2 separate regions of the Mus musculus genome follow, and region 1 is linked to region 2. Evidence: chromatin contacts called from public HiChIP or PLAC-seq data. All regions are on one chromosome and are shown on one strand. The core of a region is the stretch at or near the end of the contact, and the rest is flanking DNA. Distances in the headings are between cores, read along the strand shown.

Evidence for each region. HiChIP or PLAC-seq counts read pairs in DNA pulled down with a chosen protein or histone mark.
Region 1: an H3K4me3 HiChIP or PLAC-seq map of bone marrow-derived macrophages shows a contact between it and region 2, with 10 times the contacts expected there. The contact joins the promoter of Zfp758 here to the promoter of Zfp995 in region 2. A contact is called at or near these places in 3 of 115 datasets of contacts at active chromatin or transcription factors (bone marrow-derived macrophages, large pre-B cells and stem cell-derived neural progenitor cells) and 3 of 9 other capture datasets (adipose tissue, liver and macrophages).

What each region holds. Positions count from the first base shown.
Region 1 is chr17:22,357,037-22,363,540 of GRCm38.p6, reverse strand. Zfp758 (zinc finger protein 758) reads right to left here and starts at 2,088. Exons shown (of 3, transcript NM_001347330.1): 1 at 1,834-2,088. The coding sequence starts at 1,959. Zfp944 (zinc finger protein 944) reads left to right here and starts at 2,141. Exons shown (of 6, transcript NM_176962.4): 1 at 2,141-2,373; 2 at 4,017-4,101; 3 at 4,553-4,718.
Region 2 is chr17:21,904,971-21,911,538 of GRCm38.p6, reverse strand. It overlaps Zfp995 (zinc finger protein 995), which reads left to right and starts at 1,613. Exons shown (of 5, transcript NM_001256493.1): 1 at 1,613-1,985; 2 at 3,343-3,490.

The DNA.
Region 1 (6,504 bases), core at 839-3,338, 450 kb before region 2:
CAGCAGGGTCTAGGCATTCCTACTCCTCCTACAAGAAGTCTAGTCACAGCACTGAATGTTAACAAACCCTACAATAAAAAGAAAAACAAAACAAAACAAAAAAACCCCAGCAGCTTGGCCACATATGTAGGTGCAGAGTGCTTTTCTTCAAGCACAGAGACTTTTTTTCTGATACAGGAGAGTGATCACAATTGTACAAAAGATGCTTCTAAAACTTTACATAGTGTTGTCTAATACACTCACATAGCAATACTGAACTTGCTTGGACCTAAGATGTACCATAAGAAATCAGCATAGGAGCCTTACTTATAATAGCCAGAAGCTGGAAAGAACCCAGATGTCTCTCAACAGAGGAATGGATACAGAAAATGTGGTACGTTTACACAATGGAGTACTACGCAGCTATTAAGAACAATGACCATGAAATTTGTAGGCAAATGGATAGAACTAGAAAATATCTTCCTGAATAAGGTAACCCAGTCACAAAAGAATACACATGGTATGCACTCACTGATAGGTGGATATTAGTCTAGAAGCTCAGAATACCCAAGATACAGTTCACAAACCACATGAAATTCAAGAATAAGGAAGACCTAAGTGTGGATACTTTAGTCCTTCTTTGAAAGGGGAACAAAATACTCATAGAAGGAGTTACAGAGATAAAGTGTGGAGCAGAGACTGAAGGTATGACCATCCAGAGACTGTCCCACCTGGGGATCCATCCCATATACAGTCATCAAACGTAGACACTATTGTGGATGCCATCAAGTGCTTGCTGACAGAAGCCTGTTAGAGCTGTCTCCTGAGAGGCTGTGCCAGTGCCTGACAAATATACAGGTAGATCCTCGAAGTCAACCCCTGGACTGAGCACAGGGTCCCCAATGGAGGAGCTACCGAAAGGACCCAAGGAGCTGAAAGAGCTTGCAGCCCCATAGGAGAAACAATATGAACTAACCAGTATCCCGAGAGCTCCCAGAGACTAAACCACCAACCAAAGAGAACATACACATGGTGAGACTCAAGGTTCCAGCTGCATATGTAGCAGAGGATGGCCTAGTTGGTCATCAATGGGAGATGAGGCCCTTGGTCCTATGAAGGTTCTATGCCCCTGTGTAGGGGAATGCCAGGGCCAGGAAGTGGGAGTGGGTGGGTTGGGGAGCAGGGGGTGAGGCGGTGTATTCGGAGGAGAAACCAGGAAAAGGGATAACATGTGAAATATACATAAAGAAAATATCTAGTAAAAATTAGGCAATTTAAAAAATAAATCAGCATATGAAGACGCATTTCTGAATGCTTTACTTACATCCTAAACTGCATACAACTCAGACGAATAATTCATGGGCAATAAAAAGTATGCTTAGTAAATAGTAATGTTTACAATCATAGCCGTAGCATAACACAAAGTATATTTTCTCGTTCAAAAAAGTGTGCACTGGTTCTTCATATGATTACTATATACACAAAGTTCTACATAGCAGGGTAAAACGTATCCTCTTGAATAAGCAATTAGTAAAACACAGGAGTTAGAAAATATGAATAAATTTACATTCCGTAAGCTTTGTGATTGACACAATAGCAAACAGCAGATAATACAACTGGTCTATCATTTTTAATGAGTTATTTTACGACTGAATATTCTGTTAACTGGAGGATAAATGAAAAAAAACCATGATAGACCAACTGTTCATAAGATCTCAACTTCCTGACAACTGTAAGAGATCCACATCAGAACTGTGAGAGCGGCGTCCATAAAAACAGCTGCGGAAGCCCCCCCCCCCCCCCCACCTCCCCGCTCCGCTCCCTCCCGTTTCCCAGCCCCGCAGCGCCTCTGACCTGGGACCTTCCAGGGCTGCGCTGCTGACTCTCCCAGGTCCGCAGCCACAAAACAGAGTCTGAGGAGCTTTCCGGTTTCCGAAGGAAACTGGGGCCGAAAAACCAGCGCTCAGTTCGAGTACACATGGATTACACAGGTAGCAAGGGGAGTGGTGGCTTTTCACGTCATTCTGGCCTGGACATTTGGAGCTGGCGACCTAGAAGAGAACGCAGCTGGACGGACTCTACCAACGTAATTAAGGAAGTGAAAGCGGCGGGCCTGAAGGCGTTAGCGCTGTCACGTGACCGGAACCGTGGTGTCCTGGGCGGGGCTAGGGGAGCCGCTCCAAAGATCGTGGCCAGAGACTGGGAACCGCGTCCCCTTAGGTACCTGTTGGAGCCAAGTTGTCTCTACTCCCACTGCGGGCGACTTACCCTGGCCTGGTTCTTTTCGAAGGCCGTAACTCTCCTCAGATGCGGTTTCCTGTGCTGACCTGGGAGAGTCAGCCATCAGCCGCGCAGCCGGGGGCACCGCAGCCCGGCGGCCCTGGAACCTTCCAGGTCAGAGGAGCTGCGGGGCTGGGAAATGGGCTGGAGCGGAGCAGGGGCTTGTTTTCTGCAGTTGCTCTTAAGGACGCCGCGCTCACAATTATGCTGTGGATTTTTATCATTGTCAGGAGGTTTGAGATCCTATGAACTGGGTGTATCGTGCTTTGTTTGTTTGTTTGTTTGTTTTCATTTATCTTATGGTTACCAGAATGATTTCCGAAAATAGTGTCGTAGAACATTTGCAGTACTGTAGTTTGCACACGGGGTTCTCTTTGTAACAGCAGTTACAAAGCTTCTCGAACTTAGATTTCTTAACTCCCTTGACCCATCATTTGCCTACTCAGGAGAGAGTGGCTTATGGCCTGGGAAATAGGCATCCTCAGAGGGCTTTGTAGGTAGAAGTAAAAAGAGGAACCAGGGCAGACTTGACTGACTCAGAAAGTAAGGGTCCAGACTTAACCAGGATGTGATTGGAAAGAGAGAGGTGGAGTTGGACAAAGGAAGAGAAGGGAAGAGAGAATAGGGGGCAAGAGAAGAAGCGGGAGCCAAGAAAGCACCTAGCCAAAGTTGTCTCCTTTGATACTGTTTGGTTTTGGATGCCAGGACAATGGACTGAGGTGCATATTTTAAATATCAAAGCAGACCTGACCTCAGGGTTCTACCAACCTGAGAGGCCCTGCCCTCAATCCTAACTTTTCAGCCCAGGGTCCTGGTTGCCCTTCCACTAGAGGTGCCTCCCTATATAATCCAAACGTTTTGGTCTCTATCTCTCTTCCTCCTCTTCTTCTTCCTCTTCCTCCTCTACTGTGGATGGGCCTGTTCTTGTGAACCAGTCCCCTAATGAATATAGGAGCCAATCACTGGGTGAGTACATGGGACTTTCAGGTTGGACATAGGAAGAGAGTAAACAAGAGAGAGTCGGGTCCTTTTGGAACCAAGACAGCATATGGGTAAGATGTAGCTGCTTGAGTGTCCCAGTATCATGGCAGATCCACAAGGATCAACCACTAGAAGAATAAGAGTACAAGGCTTACAAGATTAGGTTTTCAGGGTTGTGCCCAGAGATTGAGTTACTATTGTTTCTGAATTAAGTTTGTGTTGCATTATCCTTCACATAGTGGCTTGCATGGGTTCAAGAAAGAAAGGTACAGCAGCAAAGCGAGGGTTTGCCAGATGTGTACCACAAACGATGTGGGGGACTTAAAGCACAGGGTTGCTGTGGTAACAACCTGCCAGTGGGAACCTAGAGAGCTGGGTTGCAAGATTGTGGAGCTTGGAATCAGAGTCTCCAAGAGCTAAAAACAGGTTGACCATTGCACGCCAGTGCATGGCAGGCCAGGCCACCTGGGCAGAGACACAAGTGCCGAAACATGCCAGTTTGTTTTTTAATATTTCCCACAACACTCCTCCTCCTCCTTCTCTTTCTCCTCTTTCTTCTATTCCTCCTTCTCCTTTTCTTATTTCTAGAAGCCTGTTATTTTTCGCATGCCCTTCCCCCCCTCGCCTCCTATGGCAACTCTCCCAGCATTAATCACTGGGACCAGTGAACTAAACCAAGACCAGCTTCCCAATAAATTTGCTTTTAATATATTCTAATCTAGGTAGATTTAGCTGATTTCACAAATATGTTATATTTTCTCTTTCCTTCCTATTAGTTATGTTAATGGGCACCTGAGTTAGCAGTTTATCCGGAGTTTCTTTGAGACCTAATAAGGTCTTGGCCAGCCTGGTATGCATGCGGTAAGTGAATTAGATCTTGCTAATCTATTTTTTTAGCTAGAAAACTCAATATTAATTAACACAAAATTAGCCCTTTTTGAATAATTATGATTGCTCATTTACATTAGAAAAAAAGCACTGTGTCCATGCACATGTGGCTTAACTGATTTGTTTTCATTTCATGATTGGTTGACTGTGGACTTCTTGCAGAAGTAGAAATGCCTAGACCCTGCACTCAGGATTTTGTTCAGAGACCTCACTTAGGAGGAGTGCAACAGTATGAATGTTGTATGTAGGTCAGAATAATTTTCTTGCAGTCTCCCTTGCTCCTCTTCAGAGTTAAGGGAAAAACAACTCTGAGTGTGAACTGTGTATGGAAATGGGCCCCACATCTCATAGTTTAAAGGAAATCCTTAAAATAAAGAGAATTTTGTCATATTTTCTCTTTCCTTTATGTCTATCCTTTTGGCAGGTGTGAGCATCTATCAGTTTTGTTCCATGAAACGTTCCCGGTGCTTTCTGAAGAATCTCTTTCCCACATGCAGGTCTCCCACTGCTCAGCCAGTTCTGCTCACCTGTGAATGAGAACTAAGAGCCCTGGGTGATGAAGACAGAGGAGACTGTAGCCAAGGATCCAGGTATGTTTGAGGGATTGAGCAAGGTATGGTGTGGGTGTCAGGTGATAGTAGAAAGAGTATAAGACATGAAATTGCATTTGTCAGTGTCTCTTTAATTAAGGAGTCTAGACAGTTTCACTGTGAATAATATTGTATATTTTAAGGTAGATTTCCAGTTATAGGCTGCACAGGAAGCAGTTGGCTATTCTCAGTATTTGGTTAGTTTTGAGACTCTGAAATGACTGTTGCCCATTGAAAATAAAGAGTCTTTAATCCAGACTAAAAGCAGAACCTGGCTATGAGTATGAACCAAGACATTAGAACATGTAGCAAATTGAAATCCCTTGTAAGGCCCATTGATCTTCCTTTTTTTCCCTCAATTTTTTATTAGATATTTTCTTCATTTATATTTCAAATGCTATCCCAAAAGTCCCCTATACCCTCCCCCCCACCGGCCCGCCCTGCTCCTCTACCCACCCACTCACACTTCTTGGCCCTGGTGTTCCCCTGTACTGGGGCATGTAAAGTTAGCAAGACCAAGGGGCCTCTCCTCCCATTGATGGCCGACTAGACCATCTTCTGCTACATATGCAGCTAGAGACACGAGCTCTGGGGGTACTGGTTAGTTCATATATTTGTTCCACCTGTAGGGTTGCAGACCCCTTCAGTTCCTTGGATACTTTCTCTAGCTCCTTCATTAGGGGCCCTGTGTTCCATCCTGTAGATGAATGTGAGCAACCACTTTTGTATTTGCCAGGCATAGCCTCACATGAGACAGCTATATCAGGGTCCTTTCAGCAAAATCTTGCTGGCATGTGCAATAGTGTCTGCGATATTCCTTTTTGTTGACTTTTTTTTTCTTGAATTATGGACTAGTTGATGTAGTGTGTTAAGTTATTCCTGATTAGAGTAGAATAATTACAGTTTCCTTTTTTTTGTACTTTTTGTTTTAACTTTGTCTTTATTATTCTGAGGTATGTTCCTTCTGTCCTCACATTCTTTGGAGCTGTTGTACTGAATATATGTCATATTTTACCACAAGGCTTTCATGTATCTATTGACATAGTCATTTTTCTTCTCCCACTGCATCTACATCTTGGGTCTCTGACATCAATTAGTTGTAAATGTTGAAACTCTTATACTCTTGGTGTGAACTCAGCTTTCCTACCATTTCAGTATAACTTAAGAAACAGTACTCGTATCTGTAAAATGGCAGCTGGTCTGTGATTTTTCTTTACATATGTTTGTTTGTGCTTAACTTTTTCCTAGATAAGCCTTTTTAGGAGCATCGCTTTGGCTCTAGCATCTGTTATTTTTCTGTCAAACTGGCTAGCACCCTCAGAATAGTATCCAGGAGAATCTCAGTTGAATTTTGTTTTAGGAACATTAGTGAACCAGCCTCTCCAGGCCCTATGGACAAGGGGCCTAAATGGTCCCAGGCCTAGAGTGTGTATAAGTGAGCCTACTCATAGCTGGCAAGGAGTAATGCCTGTGAATCTCTGTGGAGAAGTCACCTTGGCTGAACAGCTGGTCATAATTCTAGTTTACTAATTGAAAGTGGGTGAGGGGCTTGTGGTAATCCTATTTGTTGATTATATAATTTACTTTTCCTAGCCTGCATCTGACATTCATTTCGAAACAGGGTTTCCCCCTGTACAACAGAGTACCAGGGCGTATCCCTATCTCTCCTGGAGGCCATGTCAACAAAGGCCTTGCTAACAAAATCAGAAGACATAACAACATAAAGAGATAAAGAGAGACATAACAACAGAAACTGATAAAATATTCTTACTACAAAAGCCTATAC
Region 2 (6,568 bases), core at 364-2,863:
CCCCAAAGTGATCACTGATTGGTGAATAAAGATGCCTTCAGCTAATAGTTGGGCAGAAGAGAAATAGGCTTGGTGGGGAGGTGTGTCAGAGAAGAACCCTGGGGAGAAAGAAGGTGGAAGAAGAGGAAGCCACCATGAGCTAAGAGTCTTCGATAATGGCCATGTTGGCTGGCTAATTGGAGTTCAAAGCAACCAAAATAAAACATGGCAAAATATAGTGGGATTAATAGTTGGGAGATAGACATACTAATAGCATAGATGATATATACATTCCTAGTACTAGGGCTGATAAAGGCATATTATGAAGATTGTGTATGTCTTTTACCTTGAAAGTGAATAATCAAAACCTGGGTAGAAACAACAGTTGAGATTATATGTTTTCCACACCACATTGCAAGCAAGTATAAGACATCTATGATAAAAGAATCAAGTTTTTGAAGACAGAAATTAAAGAATATACTAGAATGTGGAAAGATCTCCCAAGCTTGTGGATGAGGAGGATTCACATAGTAAAACTGGCCATCCTACCAAAAGAAAAATATATATTCAATGCATTCCTTACCCAAATACCAGCTTCTGTGTTATAGACCAGAGTGATAAAATGATGTGTCAGACACAAATGCCCTTTCCCTTGAGAATTCAAGTATTATTACGTCCATTTTCCTTACCGTTCTGATTCTGACCACGATTCCCGTCTGCATGGAATTTTAAGTACTATAAACTCACGTCAGAAGGCATTTTATTTTTCCTGGCTATCAAAATTCTGTTGTGCTATCACTGTATTTTTGCTTACATGAACTGGGGCTGACGCTGATGTTTTCATTCATGTTATGGTTGTCAGACTATTTGTAGGAAAATATTTGTGCAAACTATTTGCATTATCTATTTTCTTTGCTATTGTGGCCATGACAAATCTCTTGGAGTTTAACTTTATCAGTGCTTTCCAACTGCCCTGTTGTACACCTTGTTGTTTCCACAGAGTGACCGTTGTCCCTGGAGCTCCCCAGAGAGCTTGCAGAGCACCCTCCCACCATTCTCTGTTCCATCTGTCTTTATCCACATTTTCATCTCAGTGGTCCCTCTTATACTTCATGTATGCTTTGATACATGCTTTGGAAGGAAGCCAAATTTTGGGACTCATTTTTAGTTTTGTGTGTTGGGGTGCAACATAGAAATTGGAATTTATCTCTTAAAGTCTTGTCTCTCTGGCCTCTTCCTCCCTTGTTCCTTCCTCTGCCCTCCATTCCTTTCCACCCTCTCTCCAGGAGGGCAAGGCCAGTCTCCACTTACCTACTCTCTCCTTCTCTCTGTCTTTCTTTGCCTCCATTACTCTCTTAAAGCCCCACCCCATGCCCTAAATAAACTCTACTCTACACAAAAAAAAAAAAAAAAAAAAAAGAATTTAGGGTCTAGGTTATATTTTGCTGTGCGATTGTAGCCTAGGAGGCTAGTGTCCAAAGGTAAGAAGTTAGGCTGCCTCTCTATTATCTGAGGGTTTCAGAACTCACTCTCAGATGTCAAGAGTTCAGCTTCCTATGGAACCAGTTTTTTTCTAGTCTGTCAGCAAGCAGTAGGGAGGTTGTGCAGAGCAGGTCCGCAGGTGGAGCTGTGTGGCAGGAAGCTGATGACTGAGCAGGAGGGAATGGAATCCCCGGGGCAGGGATAAAGGCAAGACCAGGACATTGACCAGAACAGGAAAAAAGCAGTAGTAATTAAGGAGGGGAAAGCTCTTGCTCTCAAACTGATTTGGGGGACCACGTGACCATAACCACGGTTTATTGGGCGGGTCTAGGAGAGCAGCTCCTAAGATCCAGGCCTGAGTGACAGGAACTTCCACCGATCGTCTTTCTACCTTCCGGTTTCCGCATCCTTGCCCTTTCTGGACCCGGAAAAGTCTCCACAGACGCGGTTTTGTGACTGTGGACCTGGGAGAGTCAGCAGCGCAGCGGCGGGCACCGCAGCCCGGCGGCCCCGGAAGGTCCCAGGTCAGAGGAGCTGCGGGGCTGGGAAACGGGAGGGAGCGGAGCAGGGGGATGTTTTCCGCAGCTGCTTTTATGGATGCCGCTCTCACAGTTCTGTTGTAGATATCTTACCACTGACCAGAAGTTTGAGATCCTGTGACCTGGGATTTATCGTGATTTTTTAAAATTTATCTTACAGTTACAGGAATATTCAGTCATAAAATCACTGTTAAACCAGAACACCCTACCCGCCCCAACCCAAGCTCCCTGGGACTAAACCACCAACCAAAGAGTAGACATGCAGGGACCCATGGCTCCAGATGCACTTGTAGCAGAGAATGGCCCTATTGGTCATCACTGGGAGGGGAGCCCCTTGGTCCTGTGCAGGCTCAATGACCCAGGGTAGGGGAATGCTAGGGCGATGAGGTAGAAGTGAGTGTGTAGGTGGGGCAGCACACTCTTAGAGGCAGGGGTAGGGGATAGTGGGTTTGTGGAGGAGAAACTGAGAAAGGGGATAACATTTGAAATGTAAAAATATACCCAATAAAAAAATGGAAAAAAAAAACTTGTAAAAGGGCAGTTGCACCATCTATTTCCTAATGTGCCAATTACAAAGATAGTGGAAAGTGAATTTGTTCTTGCTTTCTTGCTTTGTTTTACTAATTGCTTATTCAAGAGAATGCCTTTGGCCCGGTTAATAGGCATCCCCAGAGAGCTTTGTATATACTATTATATGAGGAACCAGTGCAGATTTATTGAACCAAAAAATATACTTTATCGAGCCCTACTGTTATGGGTGTAAACACTAATATTTACTAAGCAGACATTTTAGTGGCCATGAACTTTTTAATCAGAGTTGTATGCAGTTTAGGATGTAAGTAAAACATTCAGAACTATGTCTTCATATGCTGAGTTCTTATGTTACTCCTTGGGTCCAGGCAAGCCCAATATTGGAGTCTCTTCGACACACTATACATTAAAATAAAGTTTTAGAAAACATCTTTTGAATAATTATGATCACTCCCCTGTATCAGAAAATTGTCTCTTTGGTTGAAGGAAAGCACTCTGCCCTCACATAGGTGGCCAAGCTGTTGTTTTTTACTCTAGGGTTTGTTATCATTCAGTGCTGTGTCAGTGGACTTCTTGTAGGAGAAATGGGAATTCCTAGACCCTGCAAACAGGGCTTTTGGCAGAGATCTCTTTTGGACAGTGCAGCAGTCTGGTTTCTGTGAGTGACAATAATTTTCTTGAAGTCTCTCTAGCTCCTCCTCAGGGTTCAAGGGAGAATGAATGTGCATGTGTCTGAGCCTACATGCTTAGAGGAAAAGAGACATTTATATTTCTGATATTTTCTCTCTCCTTCATGTTTATCCTTTTTTAGGCATCATTCATTTTTGTTCCATGAAAAGTTCTGGGTGCTTTCTGAAGACTCTTTCCCATGTGCAAGTGTCTCACTCCTCAGGTAGTTCAGCTTACCTGTGAAACTGAGAGCCCTGGATGGTGAAGAGAGGAAACTAGCAAAGATCCAGGTATGTTAGAGGGAGTGAAGAAGGGATGGGGAGGGGCTCAAATCCCAGTACAAAGAGGACATGAGATTTGTTTCGCCAGATTCTATTTCATTCTAAATATTTCTAGATAATTGCAGTGAGAATAACATCAGAATATCCCCACTGTAGGGTTTAGAAGACTTTCTATGTAAGAAGTAATTCACAGAGGCAAATGTAATTTCATTGGTTTGTATGTGAGAGATATTGTCCCCTTCCCATTCACATTCCTGATCATATCTTCCTACCAATATTAAACATTTTTATTGTTATATTCTTATGTAATGTTTAGTCAGAACACTTGATGCCTGTTATTTTTTTTTTTCTGCTCATAGAGTTTTAGAGCATTATGTAATTCCTTTAAGTTGTCTTATCTTTTACGGTTAGTTTCTCAGTTACCTAAAATAATGCCAGCAAGATTTTGATAAGATTTGTTTAGTAACTTTGCAAGGTATTAAACTCTGTCTATATTACCTTCCCACTGATACCCGCTGTAGTCTGTCTTCTTATCATTTGTGCAAGATTTGCATCCCCACCTCTCATCCCCACCCACTAGACCTACCCACTCCCTGAGGCCTCAAGTCTCTTGAGGGTTAGGTGTGGAGAAGACATTTTTTTACTCTGCAATCTTTAGTAGGTTTGAAGAATTTTTTTCTTTGTTGTTATTTTTCTTTTTTGAGACACTTTGTCTAGGTAGTCCCGGAAGTTCTGGAATTCAGAAAATAAGCCAGTGCTTGAACTGAGACATCTGCTGCCGCAGCCTCTCCAGTGCTGGGGTAAAAGGCTTGCACCACCTGGCCTTTCTGACTTGTCCTGACATGACCACACTTGAGACTTCTGCATGAGGTTTGAGAAGATTGTTCTTCTCCTGTCCTGTGGATGGTTTTCCAGAGCTGTGCTACTCAATACTGGTTTTCAGCGCCGTTCATGGTTGTCTTTCCAAATGGTAGATATTGAAGCTTATCTGCATCACCATCTATCTGCTTCCTACAATCATGTCATGATTGTTTAATACATTTGGAAACTTTTGTGAAATGCATTCATGTTGATCATAGAGTTTTCTGGAAATATACCATTTGATCTTTTGTTAATATACTTTGTTTATAAGTTGATTGTTTTTGCTTTTCCTCTTACCTACGATAATTGTTTCCAACCCTCCTAACAGCAAGTCCTTAAAAAACTTCGTTGAGTCTTACCAATTAATAGTCTTCCTTATTTTTTTAATAAAGTTACTGACGTTGTAATGGTGCATAGTGATAGCCTCAGAGGCATTGGTGGCTCTGGAGACATGAAGCATTGTGTCACATTTTTCTGTTTCTTTTAAATAGCAGAGTAATTCTCTTTTGTGTAAATATACCATATATTCTTTATTTATTCTTCTGTAGAGGATCATGTAGGTTGATTTCAATTTCTGCCTATTATAGATAAAGATGCAGTGAGCATGTTTGAGCAAGGGTCCTTGGGTAGGTTGGAGTGTACTTTGGGTATACATCCTAGAGCACTATGGGTGGATCTTGAAGTAGTTTGATTCCCATCAATTTAAGGAATTGCTACACTGATTTCCTTGGTGGCTGTGCATGTTTGCACTCCCTCTAGCAATGGAAGGATGTTTGTATTGCTCCACATCCTCTCCACCATGAGCTGTCACTTGTTTTATTGATTTTAGAAATTCTGGCAAGTGTAAGACGGGAATCTCAAAGTAATTTTGATTTGCATTTCCCTGAAGGCTAAGAGAGAAGAATATTTTTATGTGTTTCTTGGCCACTTGAGTTTTCTCCATTTAGAATCCTCTGTTTAGATTTGTAACCCATTTTTAATTGGATTATTGGGTTGTTTTCACATCTAGTTTCTTGAGTTCTTGCTGTATTTTGGATATTAGTTCTCTATTGGAAGTAGAATTGGTACAATCTTTTCCTACTCTATAGGTTTCTGCTTTGTCCCAACAATGGTGTCCTTTGTCTTTTTTGTTTGTTTGTTTGTTTGTTTGTTTGTTTGTGTTTTGTTTTTTCAAGACAGGGTTTCTCTGAATAGCCCTGGCTGTCCTGGAACTCACTTTGTAGCCCAGGCTGGCCTCAAACTCAGAAATCTGCCTGGCTCTGCCTCCCAAGGGCTGGGATTAAAGGCGTGCGCCACCACCACCCAGCAGGACCCTTTGTCTTATTGAAGCTTTTCAGTTTCCTGCGATCCCATTTATTAATTGTTGATCTCAGTGCCTATGCTATTGGTGTTTTGTCTTTTTTTGTTTGTTTTGATTTTTTTGTTTTTTAAATAATGTCTTCTCTGACAATATGTTCACTTTTCTTCCCCACTCTATCTTCTGTCAGATTCAATGTGTTTGGTTTTACATTATACCAAACACTTGTACTTGTGGTTTGTGCTGGGTTATAAGTGAATGGCTCTGCTTAGCTGCACAAAACCCGTGCTACTTTTAGGCTCCATTTTATGTTTAACTTGCCCTTAGATAGAACTTAGCCACTGAAAAAAACATCAACTTGCTCTAGGATCTGAGACATCCATAGCATCCTCTACTCCTTCCCTATTGATAGCCAATTAGCTCTTAGGAGCAAAGTTCCAAAAGGTCCAGATGTCTCAAAAGAGATTGCTTAAGCTAGCAACCACTGTTTATCTAGCCGAAATAATTAGTAGCCAATACAAATGTATCAAGCTGCAATTTTCACAAGTCAATCAATCATGTAACTGTAAAGTTGGAAATTCTCCTACTCTGCTCTAAGGGTGACGAGAAGGCAAGGCTTTAGCACCCTTCTGCTGCATGGGAGAGGTTGGAGGGTCCAAGTTCAAGCTGAAATAAAATTACTTTGGTTTTGTGTGAATGAGTTGAATTCCTGGTTGTCTCTGGTGATCTGTGAGGACCTCGAGATCTGGGCATAAGAATAAGTATGGATCCATTACCAATCTTTGTTGAAGATGCTATATTTTTTCCATTTGTATTTCTGTCCTTTTTATCAAGAATAAGGTGGCCAAATATATTTATGTCTAGGTCTTCAATTCATATTCATTAATCACTGTGGCTATTTCTGCCAATATTTTCGAGGTTTTTATCCT